2 separate regions of the Mus musculus genome follow, and region 1 is linked to region 2. The links are chromatin contacts, called in public promoter capture Hi-C maps. All regions are on one chromosome and are shown on one strand. The core of a region is the stretch at or near the end of the contact, and the rest is flanking DNA. Distances in the headings are between cores, read along the strand shown. Region 1 has its middle 14 kb from the start of 2900052L18Rik. Region 2 overlaps Aatk (apoptosis-associated tyrosine kinase).

What was found. Promoter capture Hi-C pulls out the DNA fragments that hold promoters and counts their contacts.
Region 1: a contact with region 2 is called in a promoter capture Hi-C map of the HPC-7 cell line, with 3 times the contacts expected there. The contact joins two enhancer-like sites. A contact is called at or near these places in 6 of 39 promoter capture datasets (the C10 cell line, the HPC-7 cell line, the SN4741 cell line and 3 more), 1 of 15 datasets of contacts at CTCF or cohesin (embryonic stem cells), 33 of 484 Hi-C or Micro-C datasets (the Ba/F3 cell line, the C2C12 cell line, the G1E-ER4 cell line and 7 more), 5 of 115 datasets of contacts at active chromatin or transcription factors (all in embryonic stem cells) and 4 of 9 other capture datasets (adipose tissue, embryonic stem cells, liver and 1 more).

Annotation. Positions count from the first base shown.
Region 1 is chr11:120,215,730-120,218,600 of GRCm38.p6, forward strand. No RefSeq gene overlaps it. Among named protein-coding and RNA genes, the nearest start is that of 2900052L18Rik, 14 kb to the right of the region's middle. Within about 2 kb of position 1,367, at least 92 of the 459 cell types and tissues checked have an H3K27ac peak or open chromatin away from gene starts, as enhancers often do. A contact at or near this core is called in the HPC-7 cell line, where this site is marked.
Region 2 is chr11:120,027,090-120,030,048 of GRCm38.p6, forward strand. All of the region lies in intron 1 of Aatk (apoptosis-associated tyrosine kinase), which reads right to left. Among named protein-coding and RNA genes, the nearest start is that of Mir338, 14 kb to the left of the region's middle. Within about 2 kb of position 1,457, at least 30 of the 459 cell types and tissues checked have an H3K27ac peak or open chromatin away from gene starts, as enhancers often do. A contact at or near this core is called in the HPC-7 cell line, where this site is marked.

The DNA.
Region 1 (2,871 bases), core at 117-2,616, 190 kb after region 2:
GAACTCCAGGGCCTCATTCAGCCTGGTGCTTGGTGACCACACAGCTGTCAGCCTCACCCACGTGCTGGGACTTGGCTTGAGGCATGGATACAAGGAAGAGATATGAGAGACTGTCCAAGTCACCAACCGCCACCACAGCAGATCCAAGGGCCACTGCTCAGGCCTCCTTTGGGGGTCCTGGGGTGACGCCCTCCCAGAGAAGCCTTCCTCTGCAGGCTTTCTGACGCCACCCTGATCTGCCTCATGGTGTCCCCTCCCTGACCTCCTCCCTGAGGCTCCATCCTGTCCCTTCCCGCCCTTGCCATGACCCGATCTGAATTCCTGCTTTCCAATCCCTAAGTTCATGTCCCTGGCGGGAAGGGCCCACTTCACACACCAGCTCCTGACGTCAGTCTGGTGGGCAGCCACACAGGGCCCAGATCTCTTAGAGGCGCTCCAACCCCCTTTGACCCACAGCTTACTGAAGTACCCCTCAGACAATCAGCCCCAGCGCTAGAGGCAGGAGTGACCTCACCCTCCAACCCCTTCACTCCTGAGTCCCCAGACATCGTGCTAAAGTCATTCCTGGCCCTGGTCCTTCCCATCCCCAGTGCCTTCTCTCTCCCCCTGCCCTGGCCCCCCATCTTTGATTCTAGAGCTAGAGGCTTTAGTGGCCTTCAAGAACCTCTGGGATTCAGCCACTCTGTCCATCCAGAGGCTGCCTCTAGGTGATCATTCCTCCGTCTCCCCTTCCTAACCCAAGGGAAGACCTAGGCTTCCTTTCCCTTCTGGACACCTTAGGGCCTTTGCTATTCCGGAAGCACCCACTCCTCATTCCTGTGGGACCTGCTCCTTACCTCCTGCAGCTGTCCTCAGATGTCAGCACGACTTAAAATGGCAGCCCCACGTGTGTGCTTTGTTCATAATCTGGCCCTTGCTTCCTCATAAGCCCCAGAGTCTGGCTCCGTGTGGGATTTCTCTTCCTGTCCACATGTCAGACCCACAGGCCCTAGATGAATGATTGTGGCTGAACCGTAGAGTTCGCTGGCTGCACAGCCGGAATAGGAAGGCATGCCCTTTGCCTCCAGCTGCCTCCTCAGGACAGACCTCAAGAGGCTGTGCTTGGGACATTTCTGGAATAGGGTGGGCTAGGGGTCCTGCCTGGGTAGGGTAGGTGGAAGAGCCACCCCCTGGGAACTGCAACATGATCTTGGTCAGGCCTTCAGCTGCCCAGCCTGCAGCTCAGTTCACTGCCTGAGGATCACACAGAGGCCAGAATGCAGCCACTGGGCTGCTGAAGGAGGGAGCTGAATAGACACACAGGGCCAGACCACTGATAAGCTTTGGAGCCCGCCTGCAGCCTTGTCCTGAGGCCTCTCTGCTTAAACCTGTGGGTGGGCTTTGAGTAGCCAGTAAAGGCCCAGATGATTGGCACAGGAACAGTCAAATAGACCCGTGGACAGGAAGGCGGGTCCAGGAAGCTTCCCCTCCCCCACCTGCTGATTTATAACAAAGACCACTGCAGTGCAGCAGGCAGTACAGCCCATCATTGCAGGCTGCCTCGTCAGCTGGACAGTGACAGGGGAAAACTGCCCCAGTCCAGCACCGCATCATATAGATATTTAAAAAGAATTAGAAGTGGATCGTGGACCAGAGGTGAAAAGTAAGACCCTTGGTCTAGAATAAAAGGCAGGAGCTTTTCTAGACATTGTTCCGCAGAGATTTCTTCTGCGGGACAACAATGGCAGTAACCATGAAAACCAGACTGGACCTCATGGAACAAGAACTTGAAAACCATGGGTCTGTGGGTAAAAGTGTCTGCCACCACGCCGGATGACCTGAAATGGATCCCCGACCTACGGTGGAAGAGAACTGACTCCTGCAGGGTGTCCTCTGGCCTCCACCCATGCATTTGGCACGTGTACACATACTGACCCACAAATAGATAAATGCAATGAATTTTTAATAATTGACTTTTATTTTATGTGCACTGATTTCAGGCTGTATATATGCTTTTGCGAGGGTGTCAGATCCCTTAAAACTGGAGTTACAGACGCTTGTGAGCTGCCGTGTGGGTGCTGGGAATTGAACCCAGGTCCTCTGGAAGAGCAGCCAGTGCTCTTAACCACTAAGCTATATCTCCAGGCTCTGTAACAATTTACTTTTAAATGGTAGTAGGGTAGCCGCATAGTAGAATGTTCTCGTAACGATGCACAAAGCCCTAGGCTTGATCCCTGGCACCACAGGGCAGGGGAGACATTAAGACCTTGGAGGGGCTATTAGGAGAGTAAATGAGTAAGCTTCATGCCCTTCCACCTCTGTGTGCCTTAGTAGATGGACAGAGAGATGTTTGTTCAAGAGTTTGCATCCATACTATACGAAGCCGCAAATCAGTAAGAAACAGCAAAGCAGTCATTTTGTGGACCAGAAAGGCATCTAAACGGCTTGTCTGCAGGTGACGAAATGGCCTCTCCAATCATTAGGGTAGGGAGGCTTTCCCGAGGATGTTATTTCATACTCCCTAGAACGGCTAAGCTAAGAAAGACCAATCTGAGTCGGTGAGGCTCAGGAAGAGTGCATGGCAGGCTGACCGCGGCCAAGAGCCATTGGCTACTACTACACATCCTGATTCCGGGTGGGGACCCAGCTGCCCCACTCCTAGCTGTAGTTAACAGGCCATGGCTCAGTCTCTACGTCAACTTGACTGGGCCGGGAGATGTCCAGACATAGACTCTGGGTGTGTCTTTGAGGGTATGTCCAGGTGAGGTTATCCTTTGACAGGGTGCATGCAGACTGAGCGCGGAAGCCCTTCCTGACTGGGGAGGACCTCATCCCATCAGTTGAAGAAAGGACTAAATGGGACAAAACTGCTGATCCACCTGAGAGTAGGAG
Region 2 (2,959 bases), core at 207-2,706:
TGGCCGTAGCCGTCACAGAGACCCAACAGGCCTGTCTGTTATTCAGTGCCCAAGTCCCTGATGGGGGATGGGCAGGAAGAGACAGCCAACTGGAATGGCCAGAACCACACAGCCAGGAATGCTCTTAAACTCTCAAATCTGCATGTGTACCTGGGTTTCTGAAGCCCACCTGCACCAGGGGAGCCCCAGGGACCCTCCTCCCAGACTGACTAAAGCCAACCACAACCCGCAAACACAGAAGTTATCCAAACTGGCTCCATCCTGGGTCCCAACTAAGTGCCACTGAGGCCTAGGAACCATAGAGATCATGCAAAGTGATTGGTTAAAGAAAGGAAAGGCAGATGGTTCGGGAGAGATGGCTCAGCAGTTAAGAACACTAACTGCTCTTTCAGAGGTCCTGAGCTCAATTCCCAGCAACCACATGGTGGCTCACAACCATCTGTGATGGGATCCGATGCCCTCTTCTGGTTAGTCTGAAGACAGCTACACTGTATGTATATGTATATGTATATGTATATGTATATGTATATGTATATGTATATGTATATGTATATGTATATGTATATGTATATGTATATGTATATGTATATGTATATGTATATGTATATGTATATGTATATGTATATGTATATGTATATATGAATATGAAAGAGAGAGAGAGGAAGAAAGGAAGGAAGGAAGGAAAGAAAAGAAAAGAAAAGAAAAGAAAAGGGAAAGGGAAAGGGAAAGGGAAAGGGAAAGGGAAAGGGAAAGGGAAAAGGAAAAGGAAAAGGAAAAGGAAAAGGAAAAGGAAAAAGGAAAAGGAAAAGCTAGGCCAGGCAATGGTGGCGCACGCCTTTAATTCCAGAGCTCGAGAGACAGAGGCAGGCAGATCTACAGCCTGGTCTTAACTCTGTCTCAAAAAACCAAAATAAATAAATAAATGGAAAGGGAAGGGAGAGCTAGATGCATGAGAGGACCGTGCAGCACCTCAAGTATGATTCGGGGTTGGCCCGGCCCCCAGACATTCCCTGGCACTAACACCAAGAGAGCTAGGCCCAACATCTTTAGCTGACATGGGTAGAGATGGGGATGGAAAAGCCATGGCCCTTGGCCTGGGACCAAGGCTCTGTAGGAAAGGGTAGAGGTGAAAGGCAGGTGATGCTGTGCTGTGGTTCACACAAGTCACAACACTGAGTACCAGGCACCATCCTGTCTCTGGACACTGAGAGCGACAGGGCCTCGGTTTGGGTTGGAAGCATCACTGTATAAGCAGGCCTTACAAATCTAAGTCTCTGTAGTGGGCGGCCTGCAATTCCACCCGGGCTCAGGAGCACAGACAGAAAACCACGCCCAGCTAGGGCATGCTGACAGGACGGCCCTGCCCACCATCAAGCTGACCGCCCATTCTAAACCGTCACACTGAATAAAACAGAAAGTGTGTGCATGCCTTCGCGGTTCTCCCTGTGTCTTAGGAAGCGCTTTAAACATTAACCACACTGAGGCCTTGGCTCCGCTGAGGTCATTAGTGCCTCCTACCCAGTCCTATGCTAGTTGTTGCCCTGAGAGGCCCAGTTCACAGGCGCCCCCACCCTGGCCGTCCATCTCCCACACTCCCTCGCAGGACTTGGCTGGGGGATGTGGTCAGGAATCATTACACAAAGCCACATTTGCATAGGAGTGGGACCTTACCATGGGGTGGGTGTCCAAAAACACTTTCGTTAAGATTTCTGTCATCAGTCTTGTCTGCAAGCACCCAGATCCACTACAAGCTCCAAACTCCACATCACTCAGCTCCCGGGAGCAGCCATGTTGGTGCCACTCCTGTACTGCTGAGGCCTGTCTGATGGGAGCTGGGCGATCCCCTCCACTGTGCGGTGTCAGCCAGCCCTCTCCTCTCTATTCTTTTTTTTTTTTTAAAGATTTATTTATTTTATGTACACTGTCGCTGTCTTCAAACACACCAGAAGATGGCATCAGATCCCATTACAGAGGGCTGTGAGCCACCATGTGGTTGCTGGGAATTGAACTCAGGACCTCTAGAAGAGCAGTTAGCGCTCTTAACTGTTGAGCCATCTCTCCAGCCCCCTCTCCTCTCTATTCTTATTGCTGTTGATTGGTTGGCTTTGTTTTCCCAAAGACAACGTTTCTCTATGTAGCTTTTGCTGTCCTGGAACCCACTCTGTAGACCAGGCTGGCCTCGAACTCAGAGATCGCCTGCCTCTCTGCCTCTGCCTCCCGAGTGTTGGGATCAAAGATGTGTGCCACCTGCCCAGGATCTCTTAGCTACTCATGTTACCCCCAACCCCCAGATGCTGAGATTTTCCAGAAATTGAACCGTGTTTGGGTAGTGACTGCCTTTGTGTCTCAGGAGGCCCAGGTTTGGTGGGAGTGTACTTGCGGTTGTCAGAGTGACCCCAAGGCTGCCCACTTGCTTCTCCCTCTGGCCTGCAGCTGTGTCACCTGCTTAGCCTGGCCAAGGAGACTTTGCAGATATTGGTAGATCTTCCCATAGCTCCATGGGTGGTGGCCCTTTGACCCTTTGCTGTCAACCAATGGGATTGACCTTAACCTTTTGACCCCAGTTGTCAGGGAAGCCATTGAAAATAAACATGTGGCCCTTCTCAGGGGAGGGAAGCCTCAGAGGTGAGCACATTCCTCAGATCCTCTTTGCCTCCCAGGTGACACAGGACAGGCCACATGGGGAGGAGAAGGTACCCATAAACAGGCAGACCAACCTTGGCAGCAGGGCAGGTATACCAGGCCCTGATTGGACTAGAGCTCCCAGCAACACTCACAGTGTGACGGGTCAGGCTGGCCGGCAGCCAGTGCTGATGTGAGCATGGTTCGGGCCTCTCCCACCCCCTTCCCTTCTGTTTGAATGCTAGGCAGACACTCTGTTGCTGCCTGGAAGGTTCTGGACAGAAGTGTGCCTCTCAGGTCACATGCTTATTAGCTGGGCCGGACACACCCCTCAAGC